Regions from separate parts of the Sus scrofa genome. Here region 2 is linked to region 1. Evidence: chromatin contacts called from public HiChIP or PLAC-seq data. All regions are on one chromosome and are shown on one strand. The core of a region is the stretch at or near the end of the contact, and the rest is flanking DNA. Distances in the headings are between cores, read along the strand shown.

Region 1 (7,343 bases), core at 4,521-7,020:
GTAGGCCGGTGGCTACAGCTCCGATTCAACCCCTAGCCTGGGAACCTCCATATGCCGCGGGAGCGGCCCAAGAAATAGCAACAACAACAACAACAACGAAAGACAAAAAGACAAAAAGACAAAAAAAAAAAAAAAAATGTGTCAAAGACTTAAATGTAAGAGCTCAAAACTGTAAAACTTTTAGAGGCAAACATAGGGTAAATCTTCATGACCTTGAAATTGGCAAGGGATTTTCATTTAACATCAACAGCAAAAGCAACAAAAGAATAAACTGGACTTTATCATTTAAACTTTTGTGCATGAAAGTGAAAACACAAACCCAAAGAATAGGAGAAAATATTTGCAAACCATGTATCTGGTAAGGATTTAGTATCCATAATATATGAAGAACTCACACAACTCAACAACAAAAAAAAAAAAACTGATTCAAAAACGGGCAAAGTGGAGCTCCCACTGTGGCACAATGGGATTGGTGGCATTTTGGCAATGCTGGAATGCAGGTTCAATCCTCAGCACAGTGGGTTAAGGATCCAGCATTGCTGCAGCTGCAGCTTAGATTGCAACTGCAGCTTGGATCTGATCCATGGTGTGGGAACACCATATGCCTGGGGTAGCCAAAAAAGAAAAAAAAAAAATTTGCAAGGAACTTGAATAAACATTTCTCCAAAGAAAACATACAAATTGCCAACAAGTACATGAAAACATATTCAAACACCAGGTGTTCCCCTGTGGTGCAGAAGATTAAAGATCTGCTCGGGTCACTGCTGTGACACAAGTTAGATCCCTGGCCTGGAACTTTTACATGCCACAGGCAAAGGAAAAATAAGTAAATAAAAGGTATTCAACATCATTAGCCATTAGGGAAATGAAAATCAAAACCACAATCATACCTACTAGGATGACCAAAACCAAAAAATCAGAAAATAACAAGCATTGGCAAGGATGTGGAAAAAAATGGAAGGCACACTTTTGATAGGAATGTAAAATGGTATAGCAGTATATAAAAATATTTTATGGCTCCTCAAAAAGTTAAAAAAAAAAATTTATCATATGACCCAGCACTTCCACTCGAAGGTATATGCCCCAAAAAACTGAAAAGAGATAGTCAAACACTTGTACACACATATTCAAAGCATATTCACAAGAGCCAAAATGTAGAAACAACCCCAAAGGTTCACCAAGAGATGAGTGGATAAACAAAATGTGGTTATATTCATACAATGCAATAGTATTCAGCCACATAAAGGAAGGCGGTACAGGGAGTTCCCATCGTGGCTCAGTGGTTAACAAATCTGACTAGCATCCATGAGGACACAGGTTTGATCCCTGGCCTCGCTCAGTGGGTCAAGGATCTGGCGACACGGTGAGTTGTGGTGTAGGTCACAGGTGCAGCTTGGATTCTGCATTGCTGTGGCTCTGGCGTAGGCCGGCGTCTAAAGCTCCAATTCGACCCCTAGCCTGGAAACCTCCATATGCCACGGGAGCGGCCCATGAAATGGCAAAAAGACAAAAAAAAAAAAAAAAGGAAGAAGGTACATTACAACCATGGATAAACTTTTTTTTTTTTTTTTTTGGTCTTTTTAGGGCTGTACCCCTGGCATATGGACGCTCCCAGGCCAGGGGTAGAATTGGAGCAGTAATCGCTGGCCTACACCACAGCCACAGTAATGCAGGATCCAAGCTGTGTCTGCAACCTACACCACAGCTCATGGCAACGCCGGATCCTTCACCCATTGAGCAAGGCCAGGTATCAAACCTGCATCCTCACAGATACTAGTCAGATTTGTTTCCACTGAGCCATGATAGGAACTTCCCATGGATGAACTTTTAAAAGAATATGCTAGGCTTTAAAAAAATATACAAAAGGTCACATATCATATGATTCTATTTAGTCTTACACAAAACACCCAGAATAGATAAATCCATATACAGAAAGCTGCCTAGTGATTGCCAAGAGGTATGTGTGAGGGGGAAATAAGAAGTGAGTGATTAATAGCCATAGGGTTTCCTTTTGGAGTGATGAAAATGTCTTAGAACTAAAAGAGGTGATGGTTGTACAACACTGTTAATCTAATATATGCAGCTGAATTATGCACCTTAAAGGGGTTAATTTATCGTATGAAAATTTTAAAAAAATTTTTGGCCACTCCTGCGGCATGCAGAAATTCCTGGGCCAGGGATCCAACACAAGTCACAGTGGCAACCAGAGCCGCAGAAGTGACGATGCCAGATCCTTCACCTGCTGTGCCACAAAGGAACTCACACATTTTTTTTAATATGGGAAAAATGGTCCAGGAGAGAATGCCTCTTGGTTAACTTAAGCAATCAGCCTAGTAGAACACATAAAGGCAAAGTTTAAAGAAAATACTATGTCTAAAAAAGATCAATTCAAGGGCATTAAAATAGTAATATTTTACAGTTCAATTTAGACACACACGTGATTTTGGTATTATTTTCAAAATTTCCAACTAACTATGCCTAAGAATAATTATAACTTTGAGAATAATCACGTGCCCAGGGAAATATAAACTTAGACAAAAATAATAATACCAATAATTCATTTTACTATCTATGACAGACTACTAACAAAAGGCAAAAGGTGCAGTCATCTTGTTATGGACAAGACAGTGAAGATACATTACTCAAATCACCATGTTTCAAAGTGAGTTGTTTTAGTGGTATGCAGAATTTATGGCCTGTCCAACAGTGACACAATAGTTATCGAATTGTGAAAATTAGTATAAGATAAACACTTGTTTAGGTAATTTACTGACATTATTCTGAATTTCCATAACCAATATGCCCCTGTTTTTACAGACAAGGAAAGGGGCTCAGAGAGGTCCCCAAGACCAATCGATTGGTACTTGGTAGAAAGGGGTTTCAAGCATTCAAATCCCAGCTCTGCCAACATACCTCTGTGAGATCTTGGTCAAGTTATTTAACTTCTCCAAATCTCAATTTCCTTATCTGTAAAATGGAAATGGTTGTCATGAGGATTAAATAAGACTGTCCATAAAATGGAATAACATAAATTTCCACAAAAAATATGTAGAAAGTCCTTATCCTAAAGGATGTCTGCCAAAGTATTTAGGGGTGCTGTGTCTGCAAATTTATTTCAAATGGTTCCACAAAAATAAATGTACGTCATATCCACCTATAAGAGAAAATATGGCAAAATATTAATAATAACTGTTGAATCTAGATGGATAAACAAGTATTCATTTTACTATTCTTTCAACTTTTTAATACGCCCGAATTTTTTTTAATTAAAAAGAAGAAAAAAAACTAGGAAGGATTTCCTTTCCTGATTTGTGTTTTGTTTTCTCTGCTTTTCAGGGCTCACCTGGGCATATGGTATTTCCCCGCCCAGGGGTCGAATCAGTCCTGGAGCTGCTGGCTAGGCGTTATGTGAGCAGTGTCTGTGACCTACACCACAGCTCGTGAGAATGCCAGATCCTTAACCCACCAAGTGAGGCCAGGGATGGAACCCTCATCCTCACTGACACCAGTTGGGTTGATTTCTGCTGTGCCACAACAGGAACTTCTTTCCTAATTTGGACCAACTCTCAAAATGTTGTCAAGTGAGAAAAGTCTGTGTGTGTGTCCTGGAAAAATTCATAAGAAACAGATAATAGGCATTCCCTTGTGGCGCAGTGGAGCATTATCACTCTCACTGCAGCAGCTCAGATCACTGTGTGGCACAGGTTTGATCCCTGGCCCAGGAACTTCCACACAATCAGTCAAAAAAAATTTTAATTAAAAATTTTTTTTAAAAAACAGATAATAACTATTATTTTTGCGGCAGGTAACTGACTTTCTAAGGGATAAGGGTAGGAGAAAGATTTTTTTCACTGTTATTACTCTAGATTCACCATTTTTCCACTATTTTGTTATCTTCTGTAACTTTTAAATTAAACCAAAAAAATATGTGAACCTCTAATACACAATACTGAATGGACTGTTCTGCAGAAACTATCCCAAAGCCTAAAAAAAAGTACTCATTAAGGATAGATCCCACAAGGGTAAAATCCCATAAGGTTAAAATGTCTGTACACCTTCTTCCTTATTTGAAAAAAAAAAAAAAAAAACTGGGAAAAAAAAAAACCCAAGTTTGGAGCTTCGAGTAAAATTTACCTAATTACGTCTATAACATATAAGAACATGTATAACAATACTCTATTACTTTTTATGACCATGACAGAAATATAAGAAAACTGGTAACAAACCAACTTCGATCACTTCAAACATGTGTTTCATACTACTGGACAACAGACAGAATAGTAAAACACTGTGCTCAGCAATTACTCAAGAGATTTTGAACATAAAAGGATTTCCATTCTAGCTCCCAAATTCTGTATCTAATATCTCACATCCAAAAATACACTATCACTGGAAAATGGACAATAACTGTTACATACAAAGGCCAAATCTTGACAGCATCAAGTAGAAAAAATACAAATTGATTTCTAAAGAGTGTAACTATACAAGTTCACATAAACCTTAAAAGTAAACTCCCGTAAACTTGGACAAGAAAATTACAGAACAATGCCAATGAACCTCTCACTCTGTACATTAAAAAGCTTTTAGAACACGAAGATGCTGCTAATAATCATTAAAACACGTAGGCTAATTAAAATCCTTCATTGAAAAGACAGCGTAAGAAAAATTGAGGCCAACGTGACATAGACAAGGACAAGTCAGCTGGGACTCAAAAAGAACTACTACAAACACTCCAAAACTACTTCAACACAAGCGAAACCCGAGTGCTAACATGCAGTAAGAGGAAGTGAGACCAAAACCGTCTAGGAAGAGAGAGTTAAGCCAAACGCCTGACACCCAGTTAAAAACGACTATAACCCCCAGAAACAGGCTCCTGAGAAACTTGGCGGGTACTCCAAGGTTTGGCTCCAAGCTGCAGGACCCACACACATCTCATTCCACCCCTCCCTTCCACCATGGGAGTGGGAGGAGTGCCAGGAGAGCTCCGCCCCCTCGACCCATTACGGTGCCCAGCTAGTGCCGGGGGAGGCGGCAAGAGGCCGAGGAAGGGGGAAAGCCCTCCCAGGTGGCTGGAGGCGGAGACAGTATAGGAAAGGGGGGGGGCGTACAGCAGGAAGATGGAGGCCCCCAGTCCGTACGGAGGAAGACGGGGGGGACTGGAAGGTGAAAGGTGATGAGGGAAATAAGAGGCGCCCCTCCTCCAGGTAGGGGCGGGCACAGCCTTGCCCCCTACTCTGGGCTGAAGAGTTACTCTAGGGAAGTTTCTTTTGCCGGCTGGAGCAAGAACGTGAAAGCCCCGCCCCTGAGCCAAGAATCGGGAGGAGAGAAAGTCCTGTCAGGCCGCAGACCAAGCCTCCCCCGAGGCTCGGCCCGCCCCCTCTCCGCCGGCGGCCCAGGCAGGTGCCGCCCCTCCCCCAGTCCGGCGCCCACTCTCCCGCCCGCCTGGCCCGGCGCCCTGTCTCCTCGCGCCACTCCGAAAGAGCCGTCTCCCTCCTTTCTCTACTCACCTTCCCAGGCGGCTCCGCCGCACCCCCCTGACCCCGCCAGTGGCCACAGTTCACACACACAGCCTCAGGTCCCGCACTCACTCTCCCTCACTCACACACAGTGCGACCACGGCTCCAGAGCGGCCCACATATTATGCGTCACTCGCGTGCTACGTACCCCGCGCACGCGCGCGCGCGCGCGCCTCTCCCGACTTGGCGCGAGGCTCCCTGGCAGAAGGCGGGAGGAGAAGGCCAGGGTGAGCGGAGGAATATCGACGAGCCCCAGAGCCGCCTGGGAAATGGAGTTCCGCCTCTATGGGAGGGGCCCGCTAATCCTGATTGGCGTTCGAGCACTTTGCCCCCGCGCATTGGCTTCTGGGAAGTGTAGTTTTTAGCGTAAACGCGAACTGCTACATACTCATTGGTTACTCAGGAAACCGGAAGCGTGAAGTGAAAGACCCGATCCTCCCAAGCTTAGGCTCTAATTGCTAAATACCCTCTCAGTATCTTATTCGGTCCTGGGTGACAAGGGCCTTTGCTTTATTCTCTCATTTGCCCCATTATACCTAGAATATACCAGGATCTAAGAGTATTTCCCAAAGTATATGTGAAATGCCAGCACTCATTTAACAGAAGGCTCTGTTTTTTTCTTTGTCTTTCTGTTTAAGACCTTGCCTGTAGGATCAATAAATATTCATCCTAGGTATTATATGTGAGGCAGAGAAAAGGAAAAAAAACCAAAGACATAGATTAAGACAGGGCTGACCTCAGAAGCCATCTAATTTAATTCCTTTATTTTACAGGTGGGAGAAGAGAGACCAGGTCATACTGAGTGACATGACTAACATCACACAACCAGTTAGCCGCAGAACCAGAGCGACCCCTGACTCTGACACTGGATTTCTTTGACACTGGATTTCTTTTTTGGAGGCATGAAAGAGAAATGTAGCTCCATGGGTAAGCAGAATCTCTCCTGGACAAGATCCTACCAAGGCTTTATTTCTGGGAGTTCCTGAGCAAGTTTCTGTACATTTTTATGGAATTCTCACAGTCAGCACTCTCACATGAGGAACATGGAACATAGCAAGCCTGCTGCCATGCTCACGTTCTATAGCTAGTAAGAAACTAGCAAGAGCCTAGATGGTGGGTCTCTTGATTCTGTTTCCCACCAGAGCCCATTGCCCTCTTTCCAGAAAGAGACTTCCCTCCTTCACTTCAGTGTGTAACTTGAAGCAGCTACTCAGGCACAAAATTCTACAATGATGGGTGGCAGTGCTATAGAAGTGTGTCTTCTCTCTGCACCTCTGTCTCTCTGCACCTCTTTCATGTCTTGTAACTCTCTGTCTCTGTGGTTCTGGAACTTTGCTGATCTCAGTAATGGCCGCTAGGACCCCACAGGGTAGTACAGTTAGCCGCCTATACAAATGAGAAATCTGAGCCCAGACTGTGGCCCAAGGAATGGGGCCCAGGTTCATGGGTGCAGAGAGCCTGGACCATAACTTCCTACATCAATCCTCCTTCAGCTGACTCCTTCAGCTGACTTTCCTGCCATGCCTCCCTGGGCTCTGAACCCAAAATGCATGAGGATGGAGCATTTAGGACTTAGAAACTTTCCCTCTGTCCTTGATGTAACCAGTGTGGTTGTGACTTCCCCACTGACTGAAATCCTGAAAGGAAGAGAGCCCTCGTGGGAACCCAGGGTCCAGCTCTCCTGTTCCTGGCACATCCCCAACCTGCCACCTGATGGCACTGTTCCCCTTCAGAAAATCAGCCTGGGACCCTGGGTAAATGATGGGAATAAAGGGTATTCCAGAGGGCCTATGGAGGAGCCAGGGCCCAGGAGGCTGGGGAAGTAGA
Region 2 (7,494 bases), core at 2,997-5,496, 170 kb after region 1:
ACAGATGGGTCAGAGGCTGCCCAGGGTTCATTCCACCTTTCTTCACATTCTGACAAGGAGCGGAAGCTGTGTGCCCACCCACGGCTGGAGATCTACCAGCAAGACCAGATCTACTTCATGTGCCCGCTGGCACGGCAGGGAGACTTCTATGTGCCTGAGGTGAAGGAGACAGAGCGGAGAAGCCGGGGGCCTGTGGAGGCCAGCGACACTCAGGTGGATAGCACAGGTATGGAGGGTTGGGGAATGAGGGTGGGGATCTGGCTCAGTTTTACTGTGGGCATCCAGGCAAACTCGGCAGATATGGAAGGGACCCACCTACCTATAGGCAGAGTTGCCTGTTTCTAGACACGCCGATCTGATCCATGTGGGTGTGGATTCACACATGTTTCCCCTGGCAGCACAAAGACCCTCCTCAGATGCTGTTTAGATGCAGCAGGAGTACCCTTGGAAATAGATCACAGACAGCTGGATGCTTGTGGGAGGGGGCTGAGGCTGCTTAGGAAAGGTGTCACTTGGGTGGGGCTCATCAGGAAGTGAGACTGGCACTGGATCTAGACGGTAAAGAGGGGAACAAGGTGTCCCCTAATATGAGGCCGAGCCCAGAGCCAGCTGCTTTCTTCCTGCCAGTGAGGAACCAGAGAGCATGCAGAGGGGAGCCAGGGAGCCAGGAGGTCAGTGCCCTGCCCTTCCGTCAGAGCCAGCCTTCATAGCCCAGGTCCAGGCCAGCAGGTTGCTGGCCTGCTCTCAGCCCACCCACCTACCATGACCTTTTGTGACCCTGGACTGTCCCCATGGACAAGGGGACCTGCTGGTAACATTCCAGCTGGTCCTAGAGGGTCCAAGGCTTAGCCAGAGCTTGTGACTCTGGAGGTCCATGACTTGTGGGAGTGGTACAGGGCTGGGAGGAGAGTAACTCTTTACCTCCTGTTTTAGGAGACTCCCTTTGTGCATCCAATCTTCAACAGCCAAGGTCACCCTGATAGACATGTGTTGGCAAGGGCGGGGGGTGGGTACTGAAAGGCAGTCTTCACTCCCTAGGGGCCATGTCCAACACAGTTAACTTCATCTGCCACTTAATTACCTCCATGGGGCACTGCTCCCACCCGCCTGACAGTGCCTGGCAGACACTCTTCAGTGCCCCTACTGTGGACACAGCACATGGCACAAGGTCAGCAGGCCAGGCAGTCCCCAGGGCAGGAAGGGGAGTGCCTTGACCTTCTTTCAACCTCTTTCTGCTGCCTGCTTCCCCCTCCTTGGCCCACCCACCCAGTTCCCTTCAAAACACCACCTGCCAGGGGTGTTGAAGGACTGCTTGGCACCAGATACAGCTGGCTGCAGCCTAGCTCCCACGCCATCAGCTCCTCGGCCTGCCCTCCCCACCAGCCTGCCCGCCCACTCCCTGGAGTATGGGCCGAGGGGTCTGCCCACCTCTGACAGGGTCTGCCTTGACACCTGGGGTGGACTGTGGGTGTCTGCCTGCCAGGTGCATGCTGCTTGCACAGCAGTGTGTGGTGAGCGCCTGACTGCCCAAGGCTTGGCCTGTCCTGCCTGCCTCCCTGCTGTGGCCCCCGCTTGGGCAGGGAGGTGAAAGGGGGTGATTAGCTGCCTTGTGCCTGTTATTACATTGATGTATTATTTAGCTCCAGAGAGGTGATGAATATTTGATCTCCTTGCACTGGCTGTGAGCAGTGGAGGAGGGATGGATTGCCACTGAATGAAGGTGGCAGCATCATTCTCTACCCCAGCAGCCTTGGGGACTTAGGTGCCACCCTGCCTTGCCTGGCCTCTTCTGCCCTGAAACACAGGCCCAGGACTCTGAGACTTCCTCCTATGCAGACCTTGGTGGGGCTGGAGGTTTGCCACTTCCCTGCCTTTGCCAGAAGTGTCTGCATGTGTCCAGGGACTATCTTCATTCCAGCACGCTAGGCCCTTTCCTGAAGGGACACCCTTGGGCTCCTTCCTTTTATCACTCCTAGCTGGGAACTGGGAGAGGGAGGAGGAAGCCAGCTGGCAAGTAGGCAGGTTCCCATACCTGGGTCCCAAGAGAGCTCTTGGGTGGGAGGGTGGATAGAACTTAATGGGGCCAGGGAGCAATTACCCCTTTCCTTTGCTCCTTTCAAGCCTGCAGCCTCTGGAGCACCAGTCATCATTTAAGGAGAGAAAGTAGGGCTGGAGTCCTGTCCCTGGATTACAGGGAACCACCCATAACTCAGGCAGTAGTCCTGGTTCACTGTTGAATACCTCCAGCCTGGAAGCCAACACTGAGGCTCCAGCAAGAAGAGGGCCCCAGGCCAGCAGCCTGGCACTTGCAGGGCTCATCTCACCTCTGCCAGAAGGGCCCAGAGTTCATCTTCTTGGGGCCATAGGGGTTGGGGGAGCAGACCCCAAACCCCCCCACCCTCACTCTGGGCCCCAGCTGAGGCTCAATGAAAGTTCCAGGCCAAGTCCAAATGCCAAGCAGTCCCCAGCTGTGCTGAGCTCAGGGCTTCATCATCATGGAGCCAGGATCTGAGGAAGCTGGCCCACCCCTCACCTTATGTGATGTTTGATGGCTGCCCCCGTCCCCCTCACACAGGAAGGGAGGCACATCCCCCTTCTCTCAATCTGGATTCCTGCACACATTGGGCCTGAGCTCTTTGTCCCTCCTTGCCACCCCCAACTGCTGTCAGTGCCTCTGATCTGCAGTGTTGGGGGATGAATTGAGGGGCTGCTTCCGAACCAGGCAGATGAACCTGCCTGAAAGACATGTTAGGGGTAGGAGGAGTAGGTTGGGAGGGGTCTCAGGGCTCTCCAGCTGCTGATGGTTGGGGGTGGGTAAGGGCTCCTCTGGGGTGATCCAGGCATAGAGGAAGAAAGCCCTTAAAGTGCTTAAAGTCCCAGCACCCTCCTCCCACTCAACTGGTTGAGGATTTCTCAGGACTTCTCCATCCTACTCCTCCCCCGGTTTCCTCCTCAGATTGCGGTTCGGTGTGGGCCAGAGGCAGGGGCCAGCCAATTCCCTGGATGTGGGCACTCCTTGGGGAGCCCTACATAGGGCGAGAGGGACAGGAGAGTGGGCCTCCTGGTCCCTTCTATCTTTGAGCCTTATGGGGAGTGTTCTACATCTGGCCTAGGAAAAACCTCTCTCCAAGCCTGGAATGGGGAGTGGAGGAGGGGACTCTATTTGGGTCTCCTTGTTCTTCCCTCAGCTCCTTATCTTGGGGCTGAGTGGTCCTTAGTGGACTGTTGGGGACCAGCGAGCAGCAGGCTTTGTGGAAGCGCAGGAAGCTGAGGGTAGGGAGAGGAGTGCATTGCAGGCTGCCCTCCCTCCCTGTTCTTTCCCTCTGCCCTATCAGTGCAGCCCCAGTCAGGGCAGAGGGCAGAGAGCAGCCAAAATGAGCCTCTTGAGCCATGAGTAGCTTTATTATTCATGAGCGCACTGTGTATGCTGACTTGCTGGGCTGGTGGTAGAGCCTCAATCCTCTCCCTGGAGGAGAAGGTGGGGGTCCTAACTAACCTGTGCTTCCTCTTCCTGATCCAGGAGCTGATACCATGAGTGACTCAAGTTCTGTAAGCCTGGAAGTGGGTCCTGGCAGCCGGGAGACTTCAGCGGCCACACTGTCCCCTGGGGTGAGCAGCCGTGGCTGGGACGACGGTGACACCCACAGTGAGCATAGTTACAGCGAGTCAGGCGCCAGTGGCTCATCCTTTGAGGAGCTGGACTTGGAGGGTGAGGGACCCTTAGGGGAGCCAAAGCTGAGTCCTGATGCCGAGCCCCTGGGGGCTTCCAAGTGGCCCCGGGAGCCCAGTACTCCTGAGAAGGGCGAGGAGTAACCTGCAGCCTGCGCCTTCCTATGGTGCATTGCTAAGGAACTGAGCAGACTCTTGAGCCCTCTTCCTCCTCCACCTCCTGGGCTCAGGCTGGGGCCAGGGGTCTCAGGGAGGCCTGAATTCTGCTACCCTGGGCCTCTAGCTAAGCCTTCTCCTCACTGCCCTCTCGGCTACCAGAGCCAAAGGAGCCGGGACTGTTGTCTGCACTCAGCCCTTGAACACAGGGTGCTACCCTTGTTACATCTCTTTTTCAGATTCATGTTGAAGCTTCCAGGACCCAGAATAAAGCAAATGATTTTCTTTGTTTCACTGGATTTGTACTACGCACTTGTTCCAACTTGGGGAGCCCTGTGCAGCTAGGCCAGGAGTAGGCAGGAGCATCCTCAACCTGAGGAGAGGAGGGAACTTGGCCAGGTACCCTGGGGTAGGGGGAATTGGAGGCCATTCACTCCCTGCTCTGAGACCCGGATTGACAGCTGCTCCTCATTGCAACAGCCGCAGAGGCTTCCTCCAGGCTGGAGAGCAGGCAGATCAGGACAAGGGGTCTGAAAACTAGCATGGGGTGCCCTCCCGGGCTCAGGAGTGCGGAGCTCATGGCCTGCCTTTGCTTCCAAGGGATGCTTTTGTGTCTGTGGCTAGAGTGTGCATGTGCTCACACTGTTATCTGCTCAGCTGGTGAGGATGTCCCCGCTCTGCCTGCCAGTGCCTGCATGCCTGCATGTGTGCATGTGCACGTGCACATGCCTTTGATAATTTGTATGTAACCACGGATGGGTCAGGTGATGGTGATCCTCAGTGAGTCTGTGCCCAAGTGGGCATCAGGGTGTGATGGTGGCTGGGCATGACTACTCATGTAGACAGCTTTGTGGCTGTGTGCACGTGTTGCTGTGCCTAGTGTCTAACTGTATGTGGTTGTATTATAGGGATGTGAGGCTGGCTACCTGGAAGGGTCGCTCTGGGGGCTTTGTCCAAATATAGCTATCTGTGTGTAGCTATGTATTTGTGTACAGCTTTATGTGTGTGGTTGTGGTTCATGTGTAAAGCTGTTTTTCTGTGTCCATGTGTAAAGCTTTAAGTCTGTGGACATGTCTATATGTACAGCTACATATGTGTCCATGTGTATAGCTGTGTGTGTGGTTTTGCATTCTGCTGTTTGTATGGCCTTATTCACATGTATAGCTCTGCATGTAAGACTGGGTGTCTGTCTTTGTGTGCACAGCTGGAAGTGGTGGCTGCATAGCTGGGTGTGTAACTACACATCTGTGTGCTGCCTCTGGACTGCAGCTCATTTGCTGCAGGCCAAGTAATGGGCCACTCAGGCTTGCGCTGCATTGAAAGCCCCATGTCTCTTGTGAGGCTGCCTTGGTGAGTGGACTGGGATTGTTGTGCAGCTCCCCTCACCTCAGCACCTTACTGCTCTCAACCCCTCTGCTCCAGGGGCCCAGCCCATCACTCGCTTACCCTAGGGAGAAGTTGCTCTGTAGCTGCCAGAGTGGGTGAGAGCACCAGGAGCCTGAAGACAGCATGTCTGTCTCACCAGCCCTGTCTGACAGCTCTGAACCCTCATCCTGCTGCCACCTTGCCTCCTATTAGTGATGGAGTTTGAGTTTGTTGGGGTTCGATGTGTTGGTCTGTTTCACAGCTGTGCTCTTTCCCAAGCAGTAGGGCATTAGGCTTCTGTGTCCAGAGGAAAAGCCTTACCTTCCTTGATGAAAACCCTCTGTGCTCCCCTTCCCCAATGACCAAACTCACATGTAGGTGTGTGTACCAGAGGGACCTGGGCTTAGTGTGTGCTCACTTGCTCATGTGTCTGAGCTAGCCTTGCCTCTACTGACACCTGTGGAAGAAAGGCCTGCACCAGGGGAACATGTGTAGAGATGCTGTGCCCCTTAGCACTTCGTGTTTGTGTGCTATGGCTCTGGGACTAATTCTGGGTGCAGGCTCCCTCCCCAAATCCTTCAGCACAGTCTGGTATTGCAGATTACCCACCACTACCTCCCCAGGGGCATTCTTCCCCACCCTGCAACAGAAGGGAAAAAGAGTCAAGAACATCTCCTCAGAGCTGTCCTCCCTCTGCTTAGGCTCCAGCTCTCATTCCCTCCTACGCAGCAGCCAGTTTCAGGAGCCTCTTCCCCAGCCCCCTTCCCTCCCAGATCCCCCTGCCAGCCCCAGCTTGTCCCTCAGGGTTGACTGTTATCCCTGGTCCTATAGGCCCCCCCTCCCCATGTTGCTGTCTCTTTTCCTTTGCACATGAGACTGGAGGTTAGTGGAGGGGTGGGGGAAAGTCACTGCTTTGTTTGTGGGGGGCAGGGGGAGTAATATCTCTAAAGGTCATCTGCAGGAGGGAAGAAAAGGTCCCACCCTCCTCGGACCTCACCCTCCCCACCCCATTTTTTCCTCCTAGTGACTCAGGCCCTAGCTTTCACTTGGTGCTGAAGACACATGCCCTCACGCCAGGCCTGGCATGTGGACTGACTGCAGTGCATGGGTGGGCAGAATGGATGTGAGGACAGGCCATCCACCTGTCTCCCACGTGCCCCTTTACTTACCTCCAGTGACAGCCCACAACTCTAGAACCAACTCGGCTGCTCTCAGAGATGGAAGCCCATAGCACTGTGTGCACCTCCGGGGCTCAATGACCTTCCCAGCCCCTTGCCCTATGCCCGCTGCTTTCTGGGACGCAGTCTGACTTGAGCAGAGGGGGCCAAAAGGCACCTGCTCCAGCACAGAGCGCGAGCACCCAGAGATTCAGCACCACGCGGTGGACAGCTCCGGGCTGGTGGTCCTGAAGTAGAGGGGAGGCTGAAGGAGTCCGAAAGGAGGCGGAGGCCAGGTTGGGCGCGGGAGATCTGGAGGAGGAATGGAGGAGGGGCTGGGGGCGGGCCGGGGCCGGGGGCGGGGCGGGCTGCGATTGAAAGCGCCAGTTGAGCGGGCGGCATAGAGCACAGAGCCGCGGAGCTAGCAAGCGAGCGAGGGAGCTATCGGGAGCTGGAAACCCGCGCCCCCGGCTCCTCTCCGTTTCTCGCCGTGCCAGAGCCAGGTGCGCAAGGTAGGATAAGCCGGGTGGTGCCGCAGCCGCCGCAGACCTTATCGATCCTGACCCCACGTCCGGGAGTCCCTGGGGCCCTCGAGCTCAGGGGCTAGCTAGAGCGTCCAGACCGTGCTCACCAGGAGCTGCGAAAAGCGGGAAGAGAGCCCCCCGTGTTCCGCTTTTCTTCCCCAAAGAACGCACACCCTGCATCTAGCTCCCTCATTCCTTCTGCCCCTCCGTCCTTTGGTCAGTGTTTCTATCTGTGCCTCTGTCTTTGTCTCAGCCTCTCAGGCTCCATCGCTCCCTCCCCGAATTTTGTGGTCCAGGCCCCCAGCTGCCCTCTTTTAGGATTCTCTCCCCCTTTAGGGTTCCGTCCCTGTTAGAGCTCTGGTCCTAGGTGCCCCCGTGGGAAGCTCATGGTCTTGACCTGTTTGGGCCTCAGCCCCCATCTGGGTCCCTGTGTTGGTCTTCATGCTTGCCTCTCTCCTGTTTGTCTGCTTGAGCTGCTTCTTTCTGGGTATCCACAGGATCACAGTCCCCCTGGCCTGGCCTGGTCCCAGTGGGAGATTAACCCTGGGGAGTTGAGGGGGCAAAATGAAGAGCCCAGTCTCTGTGGACAGGGCCTGGGGTCCTTGAACTAGTTCTGCCCTTCT

The links. HiChIP or PLAC-seq counts read pairs in DNA pulled down with a chosen protein or histone mark.
Region 2: an H3K27ac HiChIP or PLAC-seq map of alveolar macrophages shows a contact between it and region 1. The contact joins the promoter of GRM2 here to the promoter of DCAF1 in region 1. A contact is called at or near these places in 1 of 47 Hi-C or Micro-C datasets (skeletal muscle) and 1 of 2 datasets of contacts at active chromatin or transcription factors (alveolar macrophages).

The regions. Positions count from the first base shown.
Region 1 is chr13:33,745,102-33,752,444 of Sscrofa11.1, forward strand. DCAF1 (protein VPRBP) reads right to left here and starts at 5,771. Exons shown (of 24, transcript XR_002337541.1): 1 at 5,665-5,771. LOC110256236 (a long non-coding RNA gene) reads left to right here and starts at 5,899. Exons shown (of 3, transcript XR_002337545.1): 1 at 5,899-6,443.
Region 2 is chr13:33,920,057-33,927,550 of Sscrofa11.1, forward strand. GRM2 (metabotropic glutamate receptor 2) reads left to right here and starts at 4,247. Exons shown (of 7, transcript XR_002337548.1): 1 at 4,247-6,859. It overlaps TEX264 (testis-expressed protein 264), which reads left to right. Exons shown (of 5, transcript XM_021068863.1): 4 at 58-226; 5 at 3,521-4,119. The coding sequence ends at 3,813.